Linked DNA regions of Mus musculus: regions 2, 3, 4, 5 and 6 are each linked to region 1. A link is a contact called in public Hi-C and HiCAR-type data. All regions are on one chromosome and are shown on one strand. The core of a region is the stretch at or near the end of the contact, and the rest is flanking DNA. Distances in the headings are between cores, read along the strand shown. Region 1 has its middle 46 kb from the start of Gm40658. Region 2 has its middle 160 kb from the start of Gm35615. Region 3 has its middle 180 kb from the start of Gm35615. Region 4 has its middle 140 kb from the start of Gm46401. Region 5 has its middle 110 kb from the start of Gm46401. Region 6 has its middle 23 kb from the start of Gm46401.

Region 1 (4,742 bases), core at 1,217-3,716:
CACTGGATCTGTGTCTCCTAAGGACCAAAATTATTGCATATATTCTAGAGGGAATAAGATGTCTGTCTCCCACGGTTTACTTGAGTCTTTGAATAGTCTCCACTGAGATGCCACACTTCTCAAAGCCTGAGCAGTTCAGCAAGATAAATCAACTTCACTGACCACAAACTACACAAGAGAATATGGAGAATTAGCCTATACACATAAAGGTGAAACAGAAAAAGGAGCAGGAGCAGGGGGGAGGAAGAGGAAGAGAAGGAGGAAAACAAGAACAAGAACAACAAGAACTAGAACCACAAGTACAAGGAGAACAACAACTATGATCATAGTCTCTATAGTTCACAAGTATCTAAAGTCATCAGTAAAGGTCTGCCTGAACCTGTGTAGACTTTTGTATGACCGTGGTCCACCTTCTCCTTTCCCCTCTACTCTTTTAGTCCCATCTTCTGATTTCCTTGCCTGAATCTTCACTTCTTCTGTTCTCTCCCCTTTCTTCTCTCCTTCACTTTATCCATTCTGCTGTTGTTTTTTTTCTTATTGCTTGTCTCCCTCTTACTTTCTCTGGAATCCTAGTTGACCAATGGGAATCAGGGTCCCCTCCTCTGGTTAGGTCTGTCAGCAGATGAGAACATATGCACCATGGATCATGCATGGAACTTGCTGAACATAGTCTAAGAGCTGAATCTTACAAATTAATGACATAAGAAAATAAATGATTTAATAAGCAAAAGTCATATTAAAGCCACCAAGGTACGTTTTCTCATTCAAAACAAGAATTAGGCTATTTTATTCCTGATGAAATGATAGTATGTGACCAAAACAGTCAAAGACAAAGGAAGGGCAAAGTTCCTTTTAATTAACTGAAGTTGTCTTTCAGATATAAATGCATACAGAAAGCCACTCTATGATGTATGTATTAATGATGATACAAGTGGTTGCATTTAAAACCCATAATCTGAGGATTGCCCTCTCTGGCTCTGTGAATACTGAAATATTATTTCTACAATTGGGTTCAATGCCCAACATACGTTAAATGGTGCAAGGTGGTATCATGTCTCTAATCCTCACAAAAGAGAAATAGCACATAGAGGATTAAAAGGTGAAGACCAACCTCAATAGGCCAGCCTGGATGGCATGAGATCCTTTCTAGGCAAAGTAAACATACAGTACTAGTTACTGTAACACCTTCTTCCAATACTTGCTATTTTTTTTCCTTCAACTTTCTGAAAAGCTACTGTTCTTGAGAAGGAACAAGAAAGAGCTGTATATGCAGGTTCATAATGCTGGCTCCATTAACCACTCTACTCTATAAGCACAATGAAGTTAGACTTTCTCCAAAGCACCCCTTTGGCTTCTTGGGGTGTATATGGCCCCCGAGGGCTTTGTTTTAGTTCTGGTCTTGTGACTCACAGGTTCAACATGACATTCTCCTTATTCTGCTCCTGTCTTTGCTGTTTACAGAACAGCAATGAACACCTCTCCTGTTCCCAGCCTGAGTTAGCTCCAAGAATCTCATACTCTTCTTTATCTGTTCTTGGCTGACACATGGATTATCTCTTGTGTCAGCTGCAGTTGCCAGTGTGCCTTGGCAATGTGAACTAAGCTGAATTCATATGACTCTGAGAATAGAGTTGGCTTGAACTCCCTATTACCAAGGTTGCATCACAATCCAGTATATTCATACGCCTGAATGATCTGAGCACTGTTGAAGAATCAAATCCCATTTCCTTGTAATATACTGGCCTTCTATCCAGTCTCCACTTCTATCTATAAAACCACGTGTAGAAACACATGTTCACATAAACGTATATTGGTTTTGATTAAATGTTTATTCAACCGCCACCGTGTCTTATAGCTACCTATCATTCAGAAAAGAAAATGATTTCACAATTGTAAAGTGCTACCTGGTAGGTTGTCTCTATGCCTTTTCTTCAATGTTCCTTAATTTGTCACAGAAGAGTTTTGACTGAAAACTTTAAAATGTTTATTTAATTTTAAAAGCAGTCTAAATAAAACCATTTTGAATAATTTAAAGCATGTTTGGCATAAGAATGACACAAATAGGCATTAAAAAAAAATAACCCTCAGGCACCTGCATATGACCTCAACTATGCTATTTTTCCCTCCTTGCATTTATGACTTCTATCAGCATTTCCCAGATTTTCCTCTTCCTGTAAACATGAGCTGCCAGACCATTTAAGGAAGTTAACTCAGAGCTGACTCTCCCAGGATCCTTGTTTTCAGAAGAAAAAGGCAAATCCTTTGCCCTAGTTGCCCCTGCCCCCACTCCACTCCACCCCACTCCACCCCACCCCACCCCGCATACCAAATCCAAATAGCTCTTGGGACAGGACAAACCCACTGTAAGAAGTAAACACTTAACAGGAAGTCTCACATAGCAACAGTCTCCAGGCACTAGAGGCATGAGTCATGCTGAGCACGCGGACCACAGCGCCTCTCCAGGGTTTACCAAGCTCTGACTCAAGAGTGGAGTCCAATTACAGAGACATTTCACAGGGCTCAGCACACTGGTGATGTCAGCTGATCCAGTTACAGTTGGGGGATCAGCAGGATTCAAACAAGAGGAGTGTTCATTCAGAGTTCCAGTCAGAGATTCCAGAGGCCCTGCCAAGTAAATGGAGGTTGCAATGAAAAAGCCACCTATAATAGAAAGTACTGGAAGTCCCGCTTAGCTGTTGCCTCAGGAGCAAACGGATCCCTGTCATTATGCGATTTGTCACTTCAGGGTAGTGTAGGGAACACCAGACTAGGTTTCACTGACTTCTTGGCTTTCTTGACATCTATGTGTTAAAAGATCTGCTGGAGGAAAGGGTCTATTTTTACTCATCATTGCTTCTCCATCTGTTTGCTATTTTCTATAAACAGAGATTAGCGTCCTGCGCGTGAGCCTATTTTAATCAGCGAACTAGCAGAGCCAAAGAGTAACAGGACGATATGAACATTCTGTTTCACAACAGAGCTTGCAATTCCTGAAGGACCTTCAAGCTATTCAAAAGAGGACAGCTTTAAAAACAATAACCGTGAAGGAGCATTACATCAACTTTAATGAATACATTTAATGAGTAATACATATATATCAAGCACAAATATATATATATATATATATATATATATATATATATATATGTGTGTGTGTGTGTGTGTGTGTGTGTGTGTGTGTGTGTGTATGTGTATACACATGCACAGACACACACACATATACACACACACAATCTTAGGAAAAATATTCTCAAAAAATTCTTACCATACTTTTTTGTTCTGTTCTCTTTCTATATGCTTTAAGAGCAATTTATGAATAAAAGCCCACAATAATACTGTGCTGAACACAGACTGATCTCACATTCTTAAATAAAGATACTTGTGTTATGTGTTCTTAAGATGTCCATACAAAAACCCAGAAGAAAAGGTATCTCAAAGTAGAAGGATTGCTGAAAGGGAAATACAAAGTCTTGTGGAAAGTACATAAAAATTGCTGAAATGTAACAACTGGCACTGTGGGTAAAGTGAAGTGACTTTTGCAGAAACATCTTCACCACCACACACATGAGTGAGCATCTAGAACCCTGCTAAATCATCATCTTTCTAATGGATGAGTGTGTAATGTGTAACTGGTGGGTTTTGTTAAGAACATAAGAAACGAATGTTGTTCTCTCTTGCGTAAGTGATGTCCTGTGTCTAGAAATGTCAGTGTTTAGCCTTAAGTGCTAAAGCTCTGTTTCTTTTTTTTATAATTAGGTATTTTCCTCGTTTACATTTTCAATGCTATCCCAAAGGTCCCCCATACCCACCCCCCCAATCCCCTACCCACCCACTCCCCCTTTTTGGCCCTGGCGTTCCCCTGTACTGGGGCATATAAAGTTTGCAAGTCCAATGGGCCTCTATTTGCAGTGGTGGCCGACTAGGCCATCTTTTGATACATATGCAGCTAAAGACAAGAGCTCCCGGGTACTGGTTAGTTCATATTGTTGTTCCACCTATAGGGTTGCAGTTCCCTTTAGCTCCTTGGGTAATTTCTCTAGCTCCTCCATTGGGGGCCGTGGGACCCATCCAATAGCTGACTGTGATCATCCACTTCTGTGTTTGCTAGACCCCGGCATAGTCTCACAAGAGAGAGCTATATCTGGGTCCTTTCAGCAAAATCTTGCTAGTGTATGCAATGGTGTCAGCGTTTGGAAGCTGATTATGGGATGGATCCCTGCATATGGCAATCACTAGATGGTCCATCCTTTCGTCACAGCTCCAAATTTTGTCTCTGTAACTCCTTCCATGGGTGTTTTGTTCCCATTTCTAAGAAAGGGTAAAGTGTCCACACTTTGGTCTTCGTTCTTCTTGAATTTCATTTGTTTGGCAAGTTGTATCTTATATCTTGGGTATCCTAAGTTTCTGGGCTAATATCCACTTATCAGTGAGTACATATTGTGTGAGTTCCTTTGTGATTGGGTTACTTCACTCAGGATGATACCCTCCAGGTCCATCCATTTGCCTAGGAATTTCATAAATTCATTTTTTTAAATAGCTGAGTAGTACTCCATTGTGTAAATGTACCACATTTTCTGTATCCATTCCTCTGTTGAGGGGCATCTGGGTTCTTTCCAGCTTCTGGCTATTATAAACAAGGCTGCTATGAACATAGTGGAGCATGTGTTCTTCTTACCGGTTGGGACATCTTCTGGATATATTCCCAGGAGAGGTATTGCGGGATCCTCCGGTAGTACTATGTC
Region 2 (4,742 bases), core at 747-3,246, 1.4 Mb before region 1:
TAAGTGGATATTAGCCCAGAAACTTGGAATACCCCAGATACAAGATACAGTTTGTAAAACACATGAAACTCAAGAAGAACAAAGACCAAATTGTGGACACTTTGCCCCTTCTTAGAATTGGGAACAAAACACCCATGGAAGGAGTTACAGAGACAAAGTTTGGAGCTGAGACGAAAGGATGGACCATCTAGAGACTGTCAACAGGACTTTCTGAAAGTATGCCTATGCCACCATCTGAGAGCCCAGGGACATTGAGAGGGAATGGGAAACTCCCATGTCTGCACTTAATTAGGGGTCATTGGGATCAGAATTCTATCACTGACAGGAATGGCCTGTCAGCAGACACACTGTGTATCTGGAATTTCACATTCCTTATTTTACAGCTTCTATGATGGAACACATCCTGTGTGTATTCAGGCATTCCTTACCAAATCTTAATAAACAAACCATTTATTTAACAAAATAGATAACTAAATATATCCATGTTATAGTAATATATCTTATTTGTATAGTAGAAAAATAAAACATAAAAACATCTGAGCATGGAATGGAACAAAACAGGGGGTAGGGTAGATACAATGTTATCAAGTCCAGGCCATCTGGCTTAGAGAGTACATTTTTAACATGTTTTTTTGGACACACTTTATATATACACGACCTTTTAAATATGAGCCTTAAAATAGCTACCTTCATAAAGGTCAATTTCTAGCAAGTAAAGTGTAAAGTGATCAAATATTTAAGTCTCCTGTTAGTCTTATGCTTTACAATATTTTGTTGAATCAGATTTAAATAAGGTTTCACTTTTGTTTTATTTTGTTCTTTTGAGATAGTGTCTCATATAGTCCATCCTAGCCTAGCTCACTTTGTAGTTGAAGATGTCCAAGATCTTTTGATATCCTGCCTCTACCTGCTAAGTGCTGAGATTATGGGCAGGGCTTGCCACCCCCAGCTTTCTTGTTGATGAGGAACAAACCCAGGGCCTTGTTCATGCTAGGTCAGTGATTTGCCAACAGAGCTATGTCCCCAGCCCAAAGCTTTGTTCTGAAAGGTAGACAAGCTGAACATCTGTACATGGCTCTTGTTTCTCCCTGCGTGTATGGTTAGTACTCTGGCTGGAATTGGGAATTTGATGGCTACTTGTCAGCATCCTATGGTCAGTAGAAGGCACATCTGCAAATGGGATCATGAGACAAACCCAGCAGAGTGCCAAGGAAAAACTATTAGAGAGAAGAGATGCGGAGATTTGGCAGTGTAGAGCAGGTGAATGTTTGAGCAAATATGGTTTGTGCATAGAAAGGTGATGCTTCTTTGGGTCTGTCATGTAGAAAAGAAATGCATGAGAGGAAAGACTCACTGAAGGACAGTCAGTATAGAGCTCAGGAAACCACATCTAAATCTCAGCCAGAAGTGTTGTATTCCTGTAACGTGTTCTCAGTTCCCTTGACCCCCATTCTCTGTGGAACCCTGGGCTTACTAACTTCCTCTGGGATATAATGTCAAGCAGAAGTGCTTAAGAATACTTAGAGGAAGGTAGCTTTTTAAGAAACATTCAATCAATGCTTTGTGTGGACTGTGGTTAGGTGATGGGATCTGTGTGCTAGTTTGTAAGGTCCATGTTGAGATTGGTAGACAAGGAGATGGGTCCCTGAGGTCTTCTGATTCTGGAACTGTAATCTCCAAGGAACTGTTGCTGTAGATCCTGGAAGGATTCTGGAGTGGTTCTCACCTCAGGTCCTGCTGTGATGTCTTGTAGGTTTATCTGTAGCAGCATTTAGCGATGGGGTGAGGTGTCAAAATTAAGGCTTTAGAATCAGGTCAGTATTGGACATTTCTGCATATCTCCAAAAGAAAAATGCTCTCTCCTAAATGAATTCAACATTTTTAAACTTCTATGCACTTCACTATTTCCAAAAATACCCTGCCAGCATCACCACTAAATATAGCTTTCCAACCAATGATGAGTCAAATGCATTTTACATGAATGGCTCTACATACTTGAGAAACTGAGTTGTTTCTCAAATGACTTACTTGTGGTAAAGATATTTTTCCATGCTGTTCTTCCAGTAGAGCTCATTTCTAAGAAATCTGTAATTTCCCTGGAGTAAAAATGAATGCTTCAAAGTCAAAAGAAAAGGGCTTTTACTTCAGAAAAATTTCTGAATTCTTTGCAAGACTAGCCTTTTGCCTTTGACAGCCATCTCTGCTCTATGACATCTCAAATATCTTTTTAATTTTTCATCTCAGCACACATTCTTTGGATTTGTGCAACCTAAGAGCATCAATATAGACCATGAGCCCTATATTCATCCTTTTAAACACTTCCAAGTTCTTATTTGCAATTCTTCTGAGTCCACTTTCCTCAAGATAAGTCTGTCTCAAATATTACAAAGACATTCTTAGCATTATCATTACAGTTCATTCCTTCTTACATTGAGAAATAGTTTTTGGTGATGACAAGGCTCAAGTTGGGTACCCAGCTACTCTGTTTGGCAGAATGCCTGTTAAATGTCACATGTGTGTTTTTTGTCATTTGTATCCAGGGTTATGTCAGTATGTAATGACTTTCATTTGATAGTATTTTTGGAATCTGAAGATGGTTATTGCTGTTCTTTTGATCACAAGTTGAAATGTCATAAAAATCATTTAACAGTGAATAATAAAATAATATTATTTGTAATCAAAAGAAGAATGAATATAGAGAAGTTTTTCTAATTTTTAATGGAGTGTTTAACAGTTTAGTTCCCATCTTGTTACCTAACCAAGACCAATATGGGTGTCTCACATTCCTTTTAGAAAGAGCAGGGAAATACTTTATAGATGGAAACAAACAAAACATAAATAATTATTTTTACTTCCTTTATCACATTATTGTTTGTCTTTAAAGAGAGGAGTCTATTAAAAGGCTACAGAATAATAGAAAACAAACACTTAGTCAGAAACACTGTCTCTCTTTAGGGGGATATGTTTACTCTTCTCTTTCTCTTATTTTGCATTCTAATAGCAAAAGTGTGGAAAGAAAATAAACATAAAAATGATAAAGATAGAGCATAGGAAAATCTGTGTGATCTGGGTCATACCTCTGAGCACCTATGGCTGTGTCCACTATGTCTTTATGTTGTGTGGTTCTCTCCTTTACAGTTGTTCAAATGGTGGCCTATTCCTTCCTAGTACATGTCCTTAGATCTGGTTTCCCTTCTTCACAAGACTGTACAGCTTCCAAAATTTGGTGGTTCTTTGATCCTGAGTGCCTATCACATTGAAAGTTGTTTTGGATTCTTCCTTTAAAATCTATGTCTCCCTGAAAAGTTCCTTTTTTTCCCAATCTTTCCTCCAAATTTTCCTTTTGAACAATAATCAAGTGTTTACAAATCATGAACATGTGCATGTGCACCTATGAACATGTACACTTATATGCACACACACATAGATGTGCACATACACATATGATCTTGTTTTATTTGCATACAAACTTTCTTTTGTTCTTAATTAAATTAGTTACGTATTGCATGAAGTAGGATAGCATGTTTGTAGTCCACAAAAGTAGAAGATTAAGTGGAAGATTTGAAGATGACAGACTAATAGTCCCAAGAGAGAGCCAGAGTCAGGACCAATATCATTTTAACAGAAGAGAAGCCATGAATGCCAATAAGATCCATCTATTAGTAATTTACACAATAAATACAGAAATCAATAAACAGGCTTTAAATGATGACACTTTCTAAGCAGCATCCTATTGTACATTATCAGGCTGTCAAATCAAAAGTTTATCAGAGTGAAGATGTAATTCCTTGGGCTACTTGCTCTCAGCAACTCATACAGCTCTATCTACATCCAATAAGTTGACTTGAAGGCCCTCATAGCCCTGGAATTCTTGGCAAGAATTCTTGTCCTTTTTGGAGAGTGAGAAACACCCCCCCCCCCCCCACCGAAGACTTTTGGTCATGGAGGAATTACTGGTAGTCTTGTTGGACCTAACCAAGGTCAAACTCTTTGGTATCAAAACCCAAATTTAGCACTCCAGGCACAAAGGATGGTTTAGTAAGCATAATTAATGTCAGGCATGCCAGAAAGGCTACAGTCCCAGGAGTTTGTGAGACAAAGACAGAGAAAGGAAAACCCATTCAAGGCAAGTCTGATCAACTTACGAAGACCCTGATTAAACAAGTAGTTTTCCTTCCAAGTTATGGTAAATTTGTCCATTAGACCAACCAGTCCATCCTAATTGATAAAAAGAAAAATGATATAAACAGAATAAGCCAAATATTCCCCAAGTCTTTGAGGAAAGAATAAAGAAACAATTAAGACAGAATTAAGCCAGGTTCAAATTCCTGCTCTACTCATAAAATCATTTGCTGTCTCTTTGACTCTCTCTTCCTTGCTTTTCCCTTCAGATTTCCAGATAACAAGAAGCTGTTTCAGAAATAACCAACTGTTATAGCTAGAATGATTAGAGACATCACCACAACAGCCTAGTCCTCATCATGCTCAGCCTAAATTATAACTGATTTGTGTCATTTGCTATACATGGTCAGACAAACATGATGCTTCTCCTGCCCTGAACTGGCCTTGACCTTGAGCATTAAGGTAAGGCTCCATCATCGAGGGCATCATGTGGTCTTCCCCTTTAAAGCTTATCTCCAGAGAGAGAAAACTTCAGCAGGAGCTGACCATTGTTCAAATGTGCATAAATACTCAAAACAAAGAATGCAACAAAAAATTGTTGCCTTCTACTTTATATTTAG
Region 3 (4,742 bases), core at 1,343-3,842, 1.3 Mb before region 1:
GGAGTACCCCTAGAGAATGGTATGCCCTGCTTTCTGTTAGTTTACACAAACCCTGGAGGTGTTTGTGACAGAGCTAGGATCTATGAGTCACACTTGCTGATCAAAAGGGAGACTTCAGGGAGGAATGGGCCTTGCTGAGCCTTCAGGCTTTAGATAAATACAGAGAATAGCTGTTGGCTGACCACTGTTTATCCTACATGGAATTTTCTTGACACTTGCTTTTATATTTCCAAATCTACAGTAGGCATATGTAAGCTATAATCCATGTTGCCCAGTTCCACCTCCTATGTCAGCTAAGGGTTTCCTTCCACCTCCACCTCTGTGAGGTCTTTTAACATAGTTGAGTGGAACTTATTCTATGCTACAGCAGCAATGTCGGAAGCTCCTTTATGACTCTTAACAGTTTGAAGGATTATGGTGCCTTCATGGATCTAATGAAAAGCTATATGCTCTCAGCTGCCTTTCCTGGATATATTTTAAAGTTCTTCAAGGATGTATCCAGGTCCATCTACCAGCTTAATGCAAGGTCTGTGCTCAGAATTTTGAAGAGCTGGATTGAGAGATTTGACCAATGGACCATTAATGGCATAGCCAGCCATTGGAAAGCAGACTGTTCTAACCTGGACTTTCTTACGTAACTTTTTCTGTCATTAAACAGACTCTTGACAGAAATAAAATGTTGACTTCAGTGCCCAGTCTTTATGTATATGTGTGTGTGTTTGTGCGTGTGTGTGCGTGTGTGTGCGTGTGTGTATGTGTGTGTGTGTGTGTGTGTGTGTGTGTGTGTGTGTGTGCTAACATATTTCATCATAAGTAGTGATTCTTCTCAGCACTGTGACAGAACATCCAGGAAAAATAACTTGCAAAAGAATACACTCAGAGACTACATTTCATCATGGAGAGGAAGGCATGATAGTTCTAAAATTTTTTCATGATAGTATGAACTTATGTGTATTATGTTACATTTTCGTGGCTGATATACTCTCAGAGTGTTCAGATGAGCTAGGTTACAATCTTCAGGACCCACTCTCCAGTGACCCCCATCTCACAGTGAGGTCTCAGCTTCTAAAGGTTCCACAACCTTCAGAGAAGCATCACAAGGTGTGAACAATGCCTAACCACGGGCCTGTGAGAGCTCATTCGCATCCAAACTCTAGCGCCCTTCCTTTGGTCTCCAAAGGCTCATGGCTGTCTCACACTGAAAATTGCTGCAGTTAAACTTTAGGAGTCTCTGAAGTTTGAATAGCTTCAACATTTCCATAAAGTCCAAAGGCTCCTTTGACTATTGGTAAATATCTAACTCTGATTCCATGCAAAGTAGAACAAAAGACTATGCCGGGGCCTAGCAAACACAGAAGTGGATGCTCACAGTCAGCTATTGGATGGATCACAGGGCTCCCAATGGAGGAGCTAGAGAAAGTACCCAAGGAGCTAAAGGGATCTGCAACCCTATAGGTGGAACAACATTATGAACTAACCAGTACCACGGAGCTCTTGACTCTAGCTGCATATGTATCAAAAGATGGCCTAGTTGGCCATCAATGAAAAGAGAGGCCCATTGGACTTGCAAACTGTATATGCCCCAGTACAGGGGAACGCCAGGGCCAAAAAAAAATGGGAATAAGTGGGTAGGGAATTGGGGGGGGAGGGTATGGGGGACTTTTGGGATAGCATTGGAAATGTAATTGAGGAAAATATGTAATTAAAAAAAAGAAATTAAATACTTGCAATATGTACTTAGAGCAGAGTAAACTTTTTCAATTCAAAGGAAAAAAATGGTCCAGGATGGCAAGAGAAGATTATCCCAGAACCAAAACAGCAGCACATCAAACAGTAAGCCCTGGAGCTTCCCATGTAGTCCCTGAGGCACTGGCATGTATTCTTTGACATTCAATGTTCTTGGTTAACCTTCTCTCTCTGAAGCTGCCACCTGTAAAATATATACACTCTCTTATCAGCTGTCTTGACTGGATGCCCACTGTTTTCCCCCAACAAGTACTTTCCATGATCTATACTATCTTGAGGTTTCTGTGACAACTTAGGGTTTGCCTTTATAGCTTGATTTCAGTGGGTGATTTTTCAGAAACTACAACCTCACTGTATGTTTGTGGCTTGGCCACATTAGCCATTTGGAATTTTACTATCAGTCTCACAATCTGAGAACTCTTCCTATCTACACATCTACAGAACTTGAACCATGTGGATAATGTCACATTCTGCTTCCATATCACGGGGTACCGGGCATGTCCCTGGAGCATGACATCAGTGGACTCTGAGGCCTTTATGGCTTAACTTGAGAAGACTTGTGTCAACATAATCATTGTCTTGCTGGTACTAGTGACCATGGAATAAACAGATGAACTGTAATCACCTAGGGAAATGCTGTTAGCAATATAGGTCAGGGAAAGGCTTTGGAAGCATGAGCTATTTCCTGGAATTCTATACCAAAGCACCATAATTGGCTTAAACATCAGAAATCTATGATCTCACAGTTCTGAAAATGGGAAGTCCCAAGTCATCAAGTGGGAAGTGGGTGTAGACAGCCACCTTCTGAGGTTCTCCACATCCTCCTATGGTTTTCCCTGTGTCCTGACCTCATCTTCTTATCAGTACAGCAGCGGATGGATTCATGCTTTATGACTTTATATTACACTAACCCCCTTTACAATGCTTACTCCAAATACAGCCACATTCTGAGGTAATGGAGCTAAAGATTTCCGGATAAGAACATTGAAGGGACACAATTTACCAGATAACCATGTGTGTGGGTGTGGTTCCTTACTTCATCGGGAAGTTTCATCCAGTTGAAGAGTTTAAAAAATGATCTTGAGGCCTTAGCAGTCTGTGCTATGACTCAGATGAACAAACCACATAGGGTTCTTTGTTTTCTTGGGCTTCACAGACACATCACAAAGGATCGCTCGCCTGAGTGGACTTCGTTCTTCTTAAAGGTCAGGCTCTCAGCATCCCTTCTGAGCTCTATCCAGAGTACGTGCCTCCAGTCAGTCCTCTCTGGCTTGAAATACTCTGCAGATGAGAAACCCAGGAAGAGAGACCAGGATCCCTTTAGAGAAGATGGAAAAGAAGAACAAGGACAAGCCAGACTACTTTCATCACACAAATCTCTCTCTATTGTGTACTGACTGTTTTGGCAAATGATGAATGGTTATTAGAGAAATGTTGGAAAATATGGGCAAAAATGGAAGCAAAAACCATTGCATGTGTTAGTTGCACTTACCAACAACAACTACTCATCTTGAGGGTGGGTATGTATCTAAATCTTTTGTTTTTATGTTGGAATGTTCAGAGGAAATCTCCATTCAAAACTACAAGTACATTTATCTAGTGCATTTCACCAGTAAGGAGGTTGCCTACTGGATGTGATGTCCTGAATGTTGTAGCTTACATTTGTATGTAATTAGAAATATCTTAAAAATTCTGTTGATGGCTACATAATATCTTATCTAATAGAGTAAAATCATTTAGTCATTTTCAGAGTGGTAAGCATTTCCTATGTCAACAGTTCTATGTAACTAGAATAAATCTTGTTGCACATAAGTCTCAACAGGCAAGTTATATTATTTATTAGGATATACTACTACAAATTTAACAACTAGACAAAGACCATGAATAATTTTATGTAAATAATTACTCATTGAGAATACCTTTGGAGAATTCTGTACCACCTTGGAGAAATGTAAGAGTGAATGACAATGCTCACCTCTGTGAAATTTGAGAAGAAAAGAGGGATTTACTAAAAGAAGGAAGGGAAGGAAAGAACTTGAAAGAAAATAAGAGCTTCAAATTTGTTAAGCAAAAAAAGTTACACCTGAGTGTTTTAGAATGTTTTGTGTATTTGGTTTTTTTGCACAACTAAGGAATTTTGCACTGGCTGTTCAAACTTTGTGAGTAACCCTTTGGCTGTTTGTCCACTGGAAATATTTTTTTGCATAGTCCTTATGGTTCCTTCCTTTCTCATGTACTTGGAAGTAACTTTCTAATAACATTTCTTTGTTTATATTTATGTACACATTTTACTTATGGAATTGTGCGATATTTAAGTTGTTGTATGGTTTCTATCTTGGGTGTGAGAGTGAGGGGACATGGGAAGAGGCTCTAAGTATCTCACCCTAAGACACAGTGGGACAAACCAGGATAACTACTTAGAAAGTTTACTGATCAGTAAAGGATTCTGTGGTATTACTGATCCGAAGTAATTTTCAAATATCTATGACTTGTTTTATAATTTCTTCCATTGATTATATATATAGAAAGTTCAATTTTCTTCCCGCTACTAAACATTCTTTAAAAAAAAAAAAGCAACAACAAATTCTTTTGCTACTTTAATGTATTATCCTTCAGTGTTTTCAATTTAATTTTTCTTGATTTATTGGTGGATATGATTGTTGATTATTATATGCATAAAGAACTTAATTTCCTCTGAATTAAGACCATGAATTTTGTTCACTTCCTTTTATTGAGTGAGTTGTTCTGTCCTAGATGTTCATTTAGATCTGCTGTTAGTGTTTGCTTCAGAGAAAACAAATCTTTTTCCAATAATTAAACCTTTTATTCTTCTGTTGGTATCACAGAATTTTAGTTCCTATGGATCTCATAAGACAGGTGGTACTCATTTCCTACACAGGCGACATTTTCCTCTTTTCATATTCCTTAGAAACTTATTTATGAGATTGTAACTTGGCAAGGTGCTAGTAGACAAGAATCCTTACCAGATTCCAAGG
Region 4 (4,742 bases), core at 1,018-3,517, 1.3 Mb before region 1:
TTTCTTCTCTATTATTCTCACCTTCTAGCCTCTTGGCATCAAAACTGCTTAGTGTCACAGGTGACCACACTGCAGATCTGGGATGTTTTCATGACTTCGGATAGTGCATATTCAGAGGTAAATATTTATAACCTAGTAAAATAACATTTTTTTAAATAACCAATTTTGTTTAAATGACCAGGACTTATTAAGTTGTTGTATTAAATAGTTTGTACTTGATGTTGGCACTCTAAAAGCATTAATTACTTGCCAGCTTTGTCCTGTCTCTTCCAAATCAAATAATCATTCCAACTAATCAGGATGTTTTTAGATGCTTGGAATTTTACTATGTAATAAAAACCTAACATAGTCTATTCCAAAGAATACTTGAGTAGACACGTCGCATATCCTTGTACGCAAGGTGAAGTCAGAGGTTCCCAAAGACTGCACAGTCAGTTCTAGGCCAGCCTGACCTGTGGGGGATTGTGGAAATCCACCAAAGTGTAGCATTCAACGAAACTCAAACAGTCAGCTCCAGAAAATGTCAAATGAAGGCCTGGGGCTGAAACTCAGCAGCAGAACACTTACCTACCATGCCTAAGGCCCTAGGGTCAAGCCTCAACCCTCATTAAAAAAAGAAAAAAATCTGTCTTAGTTATGGTTATTATTGCTGTCATGAAACATCATGATGAGAAACAAGTTGTGGAGGAAAGTACTTACTCAGCTTAGACATCCACATCATCATTCATTATTAAAGGAAGTCAGAGCAGGAACTGGAACAAGACAGAAACCTGGAGACAGGAGCAGATGCACAGGCCACGAAGAGATGCTACTTACTGGGTTGCTCCTGGGGCTTGCTCAGCCTGATTTTTTTTTTTTATAGAACTCAGGACCACCAGCCTAAGAGTGGCCCCATCCACAATGGGATGCACATTCACCCATGCATCACTAATTAAGAAAATACCCTATAGGCGTCCCTACATCCTTATCTTATGGAGACATTTTCTCAACTGAGGTTCCTTCCTCTCAAATGACCCTAGCTTGTGTCAATTGACATAAAACTAGTGAGCACAATGTCAGATAATTACCTGGACACAAGGCCAGGCATCACTATACTATTGTAGGAGAACAGAAGACCATAGAGCTTACCCAGCTCCTGCTTGACCATGTCTTGACGGTATAAATAACATTTATTTAGTTACATTTCTCTTTCTTTTTTGTCCTTCTCGGAATCACAAAATTGACTTTTGGAGCCCTGTGAATAGGGAAGTTTCTAGAAGGGCAGATCAGCAAAATGTGAGCAGAGGTACACACACATGCTGCTTGTTGATTGCTGACATAAAAAGGCCATATCCTCTTCCTTCAACCCTACTTTCCCTTCAGGAACGACCATGGAGTCTGGTATTGAGATCAGAGACCACAAGAAGCTTCCAGGGTAGTGATTCACATCTTAGAGAATCCAGTCTTAGCCAGCAACCCATACGGACAACAGATATTCTCTGAGCAAGAAATAAATGTCAGCTGTAAGGTCTTGAGATGAACTTCATACAGAAACATAACCTGACTTAACTTGAAAAGCCCTCACTCTAAAAAGCATTTTTCTGTCTGAAAAGCCCGTTATTAGATATGTAAAACGCAACCAATGCTCACAGCCTTTTCTAAAATGTACATTGCACAGTTCTCAGAGAGATAAAAGGAAGTGCTAGTGGAGGTGGGGAGGGGGGTGGGGTGCGAGGCTGGGCGTGGGGCAAGGATGCCAGTTCCCCGAAGGGAAGCAGCCAATTCCTCCTCACCCCTTGCCTTCTGTTAGCTCCACCTTGCTTGTACCCATTGTGAAAATCAGGCTTCTAAAGAAGATCTTACCTTAACGAAGTGCCCCTCCCCCCAGCTTAGAGGCAAAAGCTTAGAACAATTGGATTAAATGATTCCAGCTGTGGAACTCTAGCCTATGTGCAGTCTCACGTGTGCCTGCTGAGTAATTTGCTGACTGCAAATTCCTGTAAATCATGTAAGCTTCTGCCAAAAGGCCCAGATACACTGGGACATCCCCTGTCTGGCATTGCATCAGATGACCTTTGGCATCTGAAACACTTTTGTTTACAAACTGTGATCCTTTAAAATGTATTGAGTGATTAAAACCTGACCGAATTGGGGAAAGATGAGCTGAGAATTAACTTAGGGCTGGAGATCAGTTTGTTTGTTTAGTTCCTTGCATGATCTTGGCCAGGAGGATTCTGACATTACTTGGACTCCTGCAGCAAAGAGCGGGCTATCTGCCAGTCTTAGGAGTGAGTTGGAAAGCAGAATTGGTGTGTGCAATGTGGTCCTCTTACAACATTGCTGTCGACTTGGTATTCTTCTGTGAAATCCATCTGGAATGTTTGCAAAAGAAATGTGCTCTTTGCTGGGTTATTAATGAGAGGGCAGATTGACACCATTATTGTGATGGGCTTTATTAGCCAGCGTGGTGGTGTTTTCCTTGCAGAGTCTCAGCTATCTGAAGGTTAACTATGCAAGTGCATGTTGGCTGACTGGCGATAGCCTGTAATTCTTTCCTATTAGGCAATTTAAGCATTCTGCTCCCACTCCAGCCAATGCTTAAGAAAGCCCTAAAGGATGCCAGCTATCGACTTTAATCAGACATCAGAGCTTAACCTAATAAAAAATTGCTTTTGGGCCATGCATAATTAAATGAGCATATTTAGAAGTCAAAACACTGTATTTTCCATGGGAAATAATATTATTATAGTGATAGAAATATAAAATTATGAATTCCACAGCTGCACTAACATGCATGTCCTAGACGTAAACAAATAGAGAGAGAATTAATTTTAAATTTCCTTAAAATTTCCGGTGCCTGGTGAATTCTAAATAAATCCAAACCATCCCATATTAGAAAGGAAGTTTTTTGTGTTATTTTTTGTTGGTATGAGTTACATTGTTTTCTTTGTTATAATTCACTCAAAATGTGATTAAAAAATGAGTAGGCGGTAGCTATTACAACTAACAATATAACCTGGCATCGGATTTGATAAGAGAGAGAAAGAGAGATGGGACCTACTATGTAATTTCATTTACAGTAAGTGGTCCAAAACATCCTCACTCACAAAAACACATAGAGCATAAAATGGTTAAGTACCAGAAACCCAGGAGGCTACAGCCCCCTCCCCACAGGGGACACATAATAATGTAACATACAAATAACTCTTGTCCAGCAGGGAAACATTTCCCAGCAACACTCCACCTGGAAAGATGTCCTCTTCCCTCCCAAAGGCTACATTAAAAATCCTTTCCTTGAAATTCTCAACTAACTACAGTGAGAATAGAAGGCATTTTGAGGCTCACATACCTTTTCTACACTCAAACATTTTATTGGATAATTGGGGGAAGAAGTTTAACATACTGGAAGAACACTCATGTATTTATTTGTAGGTTAATTGTCCACAAGATCCTAGGCAGAAAGATGGGTCAATAGAGCCTACAAGGCCAGGAAATAAAAGAACAGTATGATGGCAAAGTCTCAGTAAAACTTTCAACATGGTCATGACTCCATACTTCTATGACAACTGGAGCTTTGAGGATTGCCTGGTCAATCTTTATAAAAACTAGCTACACACTATGGAGGAAAAGGTGTTTTCAACTCTACCTAGCCGGAGACATTGCCAACCCCCACTTATCACCTATGATTTAATCAAAACTACCCAATCAGACAACAAGAATCCCTTAGGATCCTTTTGTGGTGCTCTAATAGAAGAGCTGAGTGTGAATAACATATATAGAATGTAGATGTATCTCTTATGGTTTTAGAGCTTGGAGATTTGAGATCATGCAATGGTATTTCATTCTGTTGGTGGCGGGAAGACTTTCTTCTCTGGTGAAGGGGTTGTTGTGACTTCAGAGGGAGGGAGGTAGATGAGAAGAAAGAGAAAATGCTCTCAGTCAAGTACTTTTACAAGTTTGCCAATCACATAGGTTAAGGTGGAGCCCTGTGATGAAGTTACCTCTCGAAGGATGCCATACCAATACCACTGAATGGGAAGACATGTCAGTGTGATGTTCTGTGCAGATAAAAATATGCAAACCATTGCAGAGAAATCCATAACAGCCATAATGCTATAGGATAGTCCTGTGAAAATGGCAGAGGAAAACCAGAAGAGAGAACAAAAATAGATCAATAGAAGAAGAGGAGCCAATATGAACATGCCCCATGGCCACATTTGAACACGATTCCCACTTTTACTCTAGTGAGAAAAAGACACAGCTATCATGTTTGTACATTAGAATTTGCATCTGTAAAATGTTTTCAAGTATGGGATAATATTAAAGTTAAAGATTTATAATCACACCAATAATACTTTTCAAGAATGAATGTTATCTATGAGTTAATATTGAAAAAATCAAATATTATTCTCTCAACAAGGGAAAAAACAAAAGAATAAAACTATTCTAATACAACATGTGTCATGATCAAATGTAATTGATTTTAATTTTTTACTTTGCCTTATTTTAATATATAAAGATTATATATATAAATGTATTATTGCTTCTTATCATAATGCTTACCAATATTTTACATTCAACAGTGTTGTATTTGAATAGGAATATTTGAAGACCCTGCCTGACTCCAAGACCTGAGAAGTTCTGTAATTGACACAAAGGTATTAAGAACATAATAACAAAAATAGACTACTGCAACACAGTACAAATTCCAGGACAGAATCCCCCAACAGTTGCATGGTACTTCAGAGTGGAAGGTAAACATC
Region 5 (4,742 bases), core at 1,087-3,586, 1.3 Mb before region 1:
TATGATTAAAGTTAGTAAGGCATGGGTGGGTGTCAGTGGGAGTACCTTTTCAGATTTTGATATATAAAGTAACTGATACCCTTGATAACCTGTGCACTTAATAAATGGGCTGCTGAGTTCCCTGCCAAATTTTAGTCTTAAATCCTGATTCAGGGGATCAACTGTACATTTGTAAAAGTGGCAGGAGGCAGCATGGTATGCTGGATCTAGGAGCTTGCTTATTGAAGTGGGCACAAGAGAAGAGAGAGGTGTAGATATATTAGGAAACTTTAAGCTAGAGACATACATTTCAACATACGAGTTATAAAGAAAATAGGGTAAAGCTGTAAAAGAGAGTGCAAAAACCATTTGGTCATAATTCTTATAATGACATTTTCTCCAGTCTTCTACCCAGTGTTGATGAAGGTCTGTGAATAAGTTGATTTGGAATACATCCTCAAAATAGTGAGGGGATATTTTCAAATGTTTTGTCCAACTTTTCCCAAATTTTCATCCAAGGAGTGATGTCAAGTCTCAGAGTCTTCCTGGATCCTTTGAAAAAATGGCATTCCTGGTTCCTGTTCTTGAGATTCTCTATTGTTCTTAGAAACAAATTTTCTCAAGAGAGCATGATACATAGCCCAAAGAACTGTAGTTCTACACACACACACACACACACACACACACACACACTTAAATCTAATATGATAGTAGAGGTTTCAACTTCTTCTGGGCTCATGTTCTTCACAGATAACTACAAGAGCTACTATCTGATGCATCACTATGTTCTACTCCATAGTCTCTCAAGGTGGCCATCTTCACTGTATCATGGAACACAGTGACACCACTCCCGTCCTGTTGGATTTTTCAGAGTAGTTATGGCACTTGACTTCTATGTAACAAACTCATTTTCTAGTCTCTGTAAACTCTCAGTTCAGGTGGGGAGGTAAAATTTATCAGCTCATTACTTGAACCATGCAAAGCCTCATTTTAGTTTATTGCAACCTTTATAGTGGTTGTTGAGTGACCTTAGGAAACAATTGACAATTGCAGAACTGGTTGATATCAGCATATCTGTGAACAATGGTGCTATTGATAACTATTAGAAATCAATAATTATTTCATAAAATATATTATAAAATAATATATTGAATTAAATGATCTTATGGGACAGGTACTTTGAAAATGTAAATTAGTGATTAAATTCATATAACTTCTTAGTACTAACAAAGTACATCAAGAGCTTCTTGAAACAAAGTGCATTTGTGAAGGATTACAGCATATCATGAATAAATTATCTAAAATTGGTGTTTGTCTGTCCTTTCTGGTGGGAACTCAGGGACCACTTTACAATAGGAATTATTGTAAGTTCGAGCTAGTCAATTGTCTAAGTTAACAAACATCCATACTATATTTATTTTGGGACCTTTGAAGGCCACATTGTAGGTGTAACCAGAAGTTCTGCAATATTTGTCTTTCTGCTTCGCAGTAAGGAAGCCTCTGGTTTGTAAGAAGCTGCATAGCTACCCCGATAAAGAGCACATTCACCAGTTCCCTATAGCCAGGTTTACACAGATGACTAAGTCCCACCTACTGGGTGGGTAGGAGTAAAATTACAGCTTCCAAAAAACTTCCTTAAATGGAAGAGACACCCTCTCCTTGCCCTCCCTCCTCCCAAATGGTGGAATAGGAGTGATGACAGAGGCTCATGGAATCTCCTTGACCTTATGGAAACCACATGTCAGGAGTCCAGAGAACTGCAGGACTGTAACAGACACTCATACCAATCTTGCAGTGATCAACCAGACCTTACTTTATGGTTGGCTGTTACTCTGAGGTTTTCTATTTTCTACTTTGGCATTCCAGGTAGTTGGAAGTTAATCTGATAACACAGCCTGTGATTGTCTAGGGAGAAGGAAGACAGGAGGGAAAAATATCGGAGGGAAAAGAAAAGAAAGAGAGAATGAGAAAGAAGAGGAGGAGGGGACAAAGGAGGAAAGGGTGGAAAGGAGAAAAGAAGGAGGAAGAGGATCAGCAGAGTAAGTAGGAAACAGAAAGAGGAAGAGAAAGAGAATGAGGAAGGAGGAAGGAGAGAAGTGGAAGGAACTGAATCGGAGATTAAAATAAATAAACAAAGCCAGCAGCCATTTCTCTCTTTATCCCTTAATGGCCAATATTAAAGAAGAGTTGGTGGGGTGCGATCCAGATGTTGAGCTCGATGACTGGCAGAAAGGGGCCACCCCTGTGTCACAACCTCCATCTGCAGACAATTAATAGCTGGCTGAAACAGGTAACCAAAGGCAGCTGCTTTGGAAAAGGCAGAGGCGAATTGCTTCCACAGTTGATGTCATAACCTAGCCGGCTGCTGAAGAGCAACACCGAGGATGGAAACTCTGACGGACTGGATGGACAGTGCCTCATGGATACCAAATGTTATTGTACATTATTACTCATTGGAATGGTTTGTGGCAAAGACAAATTCTTAGAAGCAACTGGCCATATAGTCTTGTAGTCTAATAACATATGTGTCAGCCAACAGACATATGCCTTAACAGCTTTTAATTATTTCTACTGTTTGCTTACTTCTTTGCATTAAACATGACTTTAGTCTTTTACATATTCATCTGAAATCTCCATTCTCTTACCTTGGTTATCACTTCTCTGTTAATTGCTGCCAAGTCTGTGGGGAAATTTTTTTTTGCAAAAACAATCAGCCTTTCTTCAGGCCGAACAGCTCCATTTACCTTGAACTTTTTTTTTTTTTCTCTTCTATTCATAGTTTCTGCAGATCTCTTTCCTGGCAAGAGCGAAGTTTCGACTGCTTCTGCACCAACTTGTCAGTTAACTCTATAGCTCAAGTGTAACCCTGTTTTACAATGATTGCCCTGGCAGCTTGGCAGTTTCACTCACAGGTGTGTCTCAAGGGCAAAGTCATCCCTGGTGTTCTAGGTTTAACCCTGTTAATCCTATATAAGATTATGCAAAGGGGTTGTGCTGGGCGTGCTATTGCTCTTGCTTGGATTTAATACAAATAGCCTGCCATTGAAGAGGAACAAAGGGATTTTTGATGTGGCTCATCATTGATCCTCATTGGGATAAGGCAAGGCACAAACTCTGAAGCTACTCTAAGTACAAACATTTTCTCCCTCCCCTTTCCTGCTCTCTTCTCTCTCTCACCACTTCTACTGTGTGTGTGTGTGTGTGTGTGTGTGTGTGTGTGTGTGTGTGTGTGTTTGCAAGGGTGTGAGCATTAAGTGTAGAGCCAAAGGTTGGCAGTAGATATATTCCCCGAGTGTTCTTTGCCTTGAGGTCTCTAACTGACCCTGAATCTCACTGCCTCAGCTGGACTGAGTGGTCAGCTAGCTCCAGCAATTGTCCTGTGTCTGCTGCACTCTAACACCGTCATTACTGAAACATGGCACCATGCCCAATCTTTCATATGGGTGCTGGGGTATCTGTACGAATGCCCTCATATCTGTGTGATGTGACAGGCACATTTCCAGCTGAAGCCTTTCCCCATCTCTGGAAATGTCTCTACTTGATACTCCCCATGAAGCAAAGAGACTTAAACAGGGAAGGAAAAACAATCTTAGATAATAATTTGACTGAAACTCTCAGGCGTACCTTACAACGTGTTCTTTGTATGTTCTCATCAATCATGGATATGTCATTACCCTTGGAAATTAATAGCATGGGTTCCATTCACTCTTAGACTAATCCTGTGACAAAACTGTTATGACTCATTAAAAAAATTAAAACCCCATGCACAACCCAAAATACCCATAAATAATTTAGAATAATCATGTGATGGACAATGCAGACATATGGAGAATCATGTACTTTTTATAAGATAGGCTCAGGAATGCACCAAAAGCCAAGATGATGGACGATTCAGGCTCCTTTGAGAGCTCTGTGCTTTGTGACTCCAGCAAGAATGGCAGGCAAGCTGCCAACTAGACAAGGAGTTAGCAATCAGTCGTATATTCTTTGAAGTGTGTCAAATGCTGCTTCCCACCCAGGCACATCTTTTTCCACCTGGTGAGTGGATGTCTTATTTCCATCTCCTTTCTGCAAACAACTCAGCAATTCTGAGCCCCAACACAGGATGCTTGACCACATTCATCCACATCCATCCACACCTGCTTTCCCTCTGCCCAAATCCCTCAACTCTGCCTAGCTTCCGTCTTTCTCATGTCTCTTATCCACGAGAGCACAGTGATCTTGCACTGGGCTCTGAGTCAGAAGATTCCCATCCAATGGTGGACTGCCAGCCTAAAGTTCAAATGCTCCGTGTTTGATTTCAGCTGGATAATATTTTTGTTTTAGGATTATCATGTGCCATTTATTAACTAGTTCTCTCTTACCCAGTTTCAGTTAGATATGCATTGTGTATTAACTAGTTGCATTTGGCAGCCTCAGCCCATCTCTGATCTTCGTCTCTGCTATTTCAGTGTCGAGTCATTTAATGTGGGAGGTTCTCAGTATTTACTTTTTGCCAAGAAGTGGTGTGGTAACTGGAACAAATGAAACAGATCAGTTCAGATCTAGCGTCTACCTCCCATTACCGGGCTCAATGTGAACATACTGAGGGTGTGCTGTTAGCTTAGTGGATTTGACTGAAACTCTCAAGTACACCTTACAATGTGTTCCATGGATGTCCTCATCAATCATGGGTGGGGCATTATCCTTGGGAATTAATAGCATGGCTTCCATTCACTCTTACAGTAAGCCTATGACAAAACTGTTATGATTCATTAAAAAGA
Region 6 (4,742 bases), core at 624-3,123, 1.1 Mb before region 1:
CCTTAGGAAGGAAGAGAAATTTCACTAGAAAGGGGTCTTTTGGCCTGGCCCAAAATGTCATGTAATCTTATCAGACATTGTTTAGGAGCACAGTTTTATTATACAAAGTACTAAACAATCCAGAACAGGTGTTAGGCTTCAGCATAGGGTTTTAAAGTCTTCTGTGGTTTATAAAAAAGGAAAATAGATAAATAAACAGGTCCAAGTATAATTCTTAGCACTGAAAGAAAATACAAGAACAAGAATCAGAAAATAGGCTCCCAGAGAGTCATTGTATCTGACAACCTTGGTCTTGGAGTTCCCATCAATGAGTGGGAAGAAATCACTTATTCTTTAAAGCCCCAACTTATTATCACACTATAAATGGAATAAGACAACAGTCAAAAGGGGCTGGAAAAGTATCTCAGTTGGTACAGTGCTTACTTGGTGGGTGTGTATGAAGCCCTGCATTCCATTCCCACTACAAAACAAATGAAAGAGGAAGAGGATGAGGAGCAGGAGAAGAAGGAGGAGGAGGAGGAGAACAAGAACAAGAAGAACAAGAAAAAGAAATAGAAGAAGAGGAGGAGGGGGGAGAAGAGGAGGAAGAGGACAATGGCAAAAAGGCATGGTGGCACTTCCCTTTAATCTCAGCATTGTTTGCAGAGGTAGAGAAAAAAAGATGAGAAGTTTTAAGGTCATTCTAGTTTACATAGCAAATTTCAAGGACTGGCTGAAACACATGAGATCCTGTCAAAAAGGAAGACAGAAGGAAGGAAAGAAAACCAGAAGGAAAAGGAGGAGAAAGGGAGAGCAGGCAAAGGAAAGGATGGTAGGAGAGATGGAGAAAGAGAGGGGTAGAAGTAACAGAAAGAAAGAAGCCAAGAAAAAAGTCTAATATATAAACATAACTCATATATAAATTGTAAAAATAATACATCACATATATAAGAAATGTTTCTATGCATATAATCCTAGGCCTTTAAGTTATTTCTAGACATTGCTCTGGAGTCAGCTCATACAAAGCATTGTTTTCTTGAAAATTGTATCTATTTTTATGAGAATGGAAAAACAGTGTGCCTGATGATAAACTTTAACTTGTGGGTTTGCAAGTAGAATCCAGTGATATGTGACCCTATGTAGCTGCAGCCTCAGCGTCAGTTTCCTTAGCTAATAGAGCATTAATTACATCTATGTCAGTGTCTCCAGGAGTATAAAATAACGCATGTGCTGCCTTACTCAGAGGCAGCCTTGCCTCGGTCTTCACTATGGTTTGTGAAGGTTTGAGCTTCATATCTGAATCCTGATGGGCAATGAATGAAAACCAATTCTCCCCCAACAAAAAATAATGTATTGGCATGGGGTCTCTGGAGTTGGATAAAAGTTTAATGGAATTCTTAGAATTCTTATATTTTTGCGCCTCCTCCACAGGTGGTAAAACAAGCCACACTGGCATTCGTTGAGAGAATCCTAACCTGAGGAAGTTGTGGGTATACATTCCATATTCTCACCAGGAGAAGGGCTCACTGCGCAGGATAGCAGACTTTGAACTCTGAGAGACAGTCTGGTTCCTGCTGAATCACAGCCGTGTTCCTATTTACTTATGTTACAACATCACCCTTCAAACTTCACTTTATAATGTACCCAAGGAGAGTCTAAGACAACTTACTTAGAAATGAAATAGTTGTTTGACGGTTCTAGTTGAGTTGAATACTGAAAAAAAATCTTTCCTTTTTTTTTTTTTTTTTTGTCATTCTCTGCTGTGATTCATGCAAAGAACTTTATAAAACTCAAAGTGATTGCCTCGGCAGGTTGAGCTGTTACTTGTGGTATCAGGTAGTACAATCCTGCGCAGACAAAATGGAATGCATGGTGCTATTTGAGTCACAGACCTAATCACTGTCTGTCTGAGACGGGATCATTGTGACTCACACAGCTGAGCTGTGCAGAAACACAGAATGCATACAGATACCCAGCCACCAGGAGACAGCCCAGAGGTACTGGCAAGTGCTGTCTGGCTGTTCAAATAAACAGCCTACATATGATGAGCGAGGTGAGGGTCCTTCATATACACAATCCACACTTATCTTCATTCACCTCAATATCCCAGTAGATATTCATTTCTCTTGTCTTCAGTGGCATCCCAACCCTATGTGCTGAGGTTACTATTAATCCAGGAAGAAAGAACCTGTCTCCAAGCTAAGCTGCAAGGACCACATTAAACAGCAAACCTAGAGACCTGGCTCCTTTATCAGGCCCCAAACTTCAAAGAGGTTCGGAAGATCCTCTGGTGTCTAGCTACCAAAGTCCTTTCTGTTGTTTGCCTGGATTATCCTGGGGGGTCCTGGTCTTCAGACAGCCAGAGATGAGATTAGCTGATTTGGCTATAGCCTGGCTTTCATTTAAGACTGTTATCAGCAACTCTTTAGGGGTCTGGAAGAGTATCTGGGCTCCTGAAGATCCGTATTCCTTCCCATTGTCAGGATTCTTAAGCTTCTGGAATCCTAAACCGCCAGGACTGTCTTTGAAGGGAAAAGGTATGAAAGGGAAAAATGTTTCTTCCTAGCTCACAAGTGGATACCACCAGGACAATAACAGATAAAGGCTGGATGAAGGCACATCTAGAATAAATGTTAAATCATGCAACACAATGGGACCCAGTGGGAGTAGAGGAGAAATCCTTACTGAAGAGAAAAGACTAGGGACTAGTTAGGTAGCTCTGGCTCTGAAGGGCTTGCCTTACTAATGTAAGGCCCCAAGTTTGATCCTTAGCATCCATATAAAGCAGACAGAGATGGTGGGAGAGTGCAGATAGAGAGATCTGCCTGGGCTACCTGGCCAGCCAGCCTACTCTACTTGGAGAAGTTCTAGTTCAGTATGACAACTTTTTCCGTGGTGTCTGAGGAATGATGCTCAAGTGCCAGACAGCTTACACATTTGTGCACATGTGCACACACACACACTCACACACAAACACACACCAATACAACTACATGCCCCAGAGATACATACAGAGACACACTCATACACATAAGAAGGAAACTCAAATTAACCAGAAATCAGCTAGACAAAGGAATGGCCTTCTGTGAAATTGCTGCCTATTTGCAGACGTCACCATTTCCGTAAGGAGGACCCTACTTTGAAGTTCTTCTTCCAGGATTCACAGCCCCATGTCTTAGAAGGGCCTAGAGAGAGAGGCCCTTTCCACTGGGGACAGGGCATATCCTTCTATTTTGATTTTCCCCTTATGTGTTAATGTTCTTGCTTGGTTAATCAAGTGATGTATTTTAAAGATTTTTCTCGGGAAGTGTAGTTTCCCTAAAAGGAAAATAGAATTCTCTATTATTCATCATGCATGAATGTCTGAAGCTAATTCACTTACTAATAGGCAAACACCGAGACTGTGGAAGGACCTGTAGGATGTAATTAAACTCACAGAATGATCTCCCAGAAGGAGAAGACTTCCTGTCACAAATGAAGGACCACTGTGGAGTCTTTTCCAGGTGCTTGGATCTCTGAAGAACAAGGCAGGTCCTGCCTCTGCCCACAGAGCTTTGTACCTTGTGACATTGTCATTTCCAATAGCAGAATATACTGGCTTTTGAAAACCTAGTCTCCCAAGAGAATGATAAAAGAAAAGTCAGCTGCTTCATCGCTGTTTGGTTCTGCTGTTATTGAAGCTATCTATTTTAATTATTTCAATCAATGGTGTTATTATGTTTATTCTCTGGAACTTTAAGCAAATGCAATAATGTGAAAAATCCAATAAATATATGAAGGGAGATGAAAAACGAGGAACTTTGTGTTTTCTAGGCAGGAAAAAAAAGCAAAACAAAACAAAAACACATAAACAAAATCCAAAAACAAGAGCTGCAGCACCAGGCTTTCTCGTCTCCTATTTCCTCTGGCTGCATTGGACCATGTGCATGCAGCTTTGCAACAGAACAGCAGTCGCCTAGTTGACCCTTCAATGAGTTAAGCTTACATCTGCACCTGTATTCTCTCTCCTAGAGGAACAATTGACCTTCACTAAGGCTCCATAAGGGAGAAACTAGGAAAGGATGCTGAAGAGTGAAAGGGTCCTAGTGGGTCTCTGTGTGTCTTTCATGTCAGAGACAATTATATCAAAAGCAAACCCCCTTCAGCTTTAAGGCAATAGACACCCACTATTTGCTTTTTATGTAAGTTCTAGAAATCAAACCTTGTCTTCACACTCATGAGGCAAGCACTTTACAAAATGAGCTTTCTCCCAGACCCACAAAGTATCAATAATGACTGCTCAAGATTGCTAAGCAGCATCAAAAACAAAACAAAACGAACCATTTTGTTTTGTTTTTTGTTTTTGTCTGTCCCTACCAATCTTCTTTTTTAGTTTGCTTTGTTTCGTTGTTTGGTTTGTTTTTTGTTGTTGTTGTTGTTGTTGTTGTTGTTGTTGTATGTGTGTGTGTGTGTCTTCACCATGGCAACAGCAAATTAGCTTTTGAAATAAAGGGCCTACTCCAGCACTGTTCATGAAAGTGTCGTTTGTCATCATTAGTAGAAAAGGGTGATTCTAAGAAGGAGAGTGCTAACAGCCCTCCCACCATGCTTAGACTTCTCAGAACCACAGAGAACAAAATGACTCAACAGACCTCTCATAGCAGCCTGTGTGTGCCATCCTTCCTCAGATGGCAGTTCAAAATAGGGTGTCATATTCGAGCAATCTGAAGTTTCTAATATATAAGGGAAGTAAGTGAGATGGAAAGATGCAAACATTGAAGAGA

Evidence for each region. Hi-C and Micro-C count contacts between places; a contact is called where the count stands out from the background. HiCAR-type assays count read pairs that join an accessible place to other places.
Region 2: a contact with region 1 is called in a Hi-C map of bone marrow-derived macrophages, with 8 read pairs. The contact joins two enhancer-like sites. A contact is called at or near these places in 1 of 39 promoter capture datasets (liver), 4 of 484 Hi-C or Micro-C datasets (adipose-derived mesenchymal stem cells, bone marrow-derived macrophages, macrophages and 1 more) and 4 of 115 datasets of contacts at active chromatin or transcription factors (cardiomyocytes, embryonic stem cells, fibro-adipogenic progenitors and 1 more).
Region 3: a Hi-C map of bone marrow-derived macrophages shows a contact between it and region 1, with 10 read pairs. The contact joins two enhancer-like sites. A contact is called at or near these places in 3 of 484 Hi-C or Micro-C datasets (bone marrow-derived macrophages, macrophages and myeloid progenitors) and 4 of 115 datasets of contacts at active chromatin or transcription factors (the NIH/3T3 cell line, epiblast stem cells, heart atrium and 1 more).
Region 4: a HiCAR-type map of fibro-adipogenic progenitors shows a contact between it and region 1, with 8 times the contacts expected there. The contact joins two enhancer-like sites. A contact is called at or near these places in 4 of 39 promoter capture datasets (the 3T3-L1 cell line, 3T3-L1-derived adipocytes and cranial neural crest), 5 of 484 Hi-C or Micro-C datasets (cerebral cortex, embryonic fibroblasts and uterus), 5 of 115 datasets of contacts at active chromatin or transcription factors (the NIH/3T3 cell line, cardiomyocytes, embryonic stem cells and 1 more) and 1 of 9 other capture datasets (embryonic stem cells).
Region 5: a HiCAR-type map of fibro-adipogenic progenitors shows a contact between it and region 1, with 6 times the contacts expected there. The contact joins two enhancer-like sites. A contact is called at or near these places in 1 of 39 promoter capture datasets (cranial neural crest), 5 of 484 Hi-C or Micro-C datasets (adipose-derived mesenchymal stem cells, bone marrow-derived macrophages, cardiomyocytes and 2 more) and 5 of 115 datasets of contacts at active chromatin or transcription factors (the NIH/3T3 cell line, cardiomyocytes, embryonic fibroblasts and 2 more).
Region 6: a Hi-C map of bone marrow-derived macrophages shows a contact between it and region 1, with 9 read pairs. The contact joins two enhancer-like sites. A contact is called at or near these places in 3 of 39 promoter capture datasets (cranial neural crest, liver and maxillary cranial neural crest), 2 of 484 Hi-C or Micro-C datasets (bone marrow-derived macrophages and macrophages) and 4 of 115 datasets of contacts at active chromatin or transcription factors (the NIH/3T3 cell line, Th17 cells, embryonic stem cells and 1 more).

The regions. Positions count from the first base shown.
Region 1 is chr13:4,769,350-4,774,091 of GRCm38.p6, reverse strand. No RefSeq gene overlaps it. Among named protein-coding and RNA genes, the nearest start is that of Gm40658, 46 kb to the right of the region's middle. Within about 2 kb of position 2,466, at least 305 of the 459 cell types and tissues checked have an H3K27ac peak or open chromatin away from gene starts, as enhancers often do. A contact at or near this core is called in 3T3-L1-derived adipocytes, the NIH/3T3 cell line, adipose-derived mesenchymal stem cells and 5 more, where this site is marked.
Region 2 is chr13:6,124,730-6,129,471 of GRCm38.p6, reverse strand. No RefSeq gene overlaps it. Among named protein-coding and RNA genes, the nearest start is that of Gm35615, 160 kb to the left of the region's middle. Within about 2 kb of position 1,996, at least 27 of the 459 cell types and tissues checked have an H3K27ac peak or open chromatin away from gene starts, as enhancers often do. A contact at or near this core is called in bone marrow-derived macrophages, where this site is marked.
Region 3 is chr13:6,107,336-6,112,077 of GRCm38.p6, reverse strand. No RefSeq gene overlaps it. Among named protein-coding and RNA genes, the nearest start is that of Gm35615, 180 kb to the left of the region's middle. Within about 2 kb of position 2,592, at least 46 of the 459 cell types and tissues checked have an H3K27ac peak or open chromatin away from gene starts, as enhancers often do. A contact at or near this core is called in bone marrow-derived macrophages and pancreatic cancer cells, where this site is marked.
Region 4 is chr13:6,057,351-6,062,092 of GRCm38.p6, reverse strand. No RefSeq gene overlaps it. Among named protein-coding and RNA genes, the nearest start is that of Gm46401, 140 kb to the right of the region's middle. Within about 2 kb of position 2,267, at least 100 of the 459 cell types and tissues checked have an H3K27ac peak or open chromatin away from gene starts, as enhancers often do. A contact at or near this core is called in 3T3-L1-derived adipocytes, the NIH/3T3 cell line, embryonic fibroblasts and 2 more, where this site is marked.
Region 5 is chr13:6,027,220-6,031,961 of GRCm38.p6, reverse strand. No RefSeq gene overlaps it. Among named protein-coding and RNA genes, the nearest start is that of Gm46401, 110 kb to the right of the region's middle. Within about 2 kb of position 2,336, at least 67 of the 459 cell types and tissues checked have an H3K27ac peak or open chromatin away from gene starts, as enhancers often do. A contact at or near this core is called in the NIH/3T3 cell line, adipose-derived mesenchymal stem cells, bone marrow-derived macrophages and 2 more, where this site is marked.
Region 6 is chr13:5,890,047-5,894,788 of GRCm38.p6, reverse strand. No RefSeq gene overlaps it. Among named protein-coding and RNA genes, the nearest start is that of Gm46401, 23 kb to the left of the region's middle. Within about 2 kb of position 1,873, at least 56 of the 459 cell types and tissues checked have an H3K27ac peak or open chromatin away from gene starts, as enhancers often do. A contact at or near this core is called in the NIH/3T3 cell line, bone marrow-derived macrophages and pancreatic cancer cells, where this site is marked.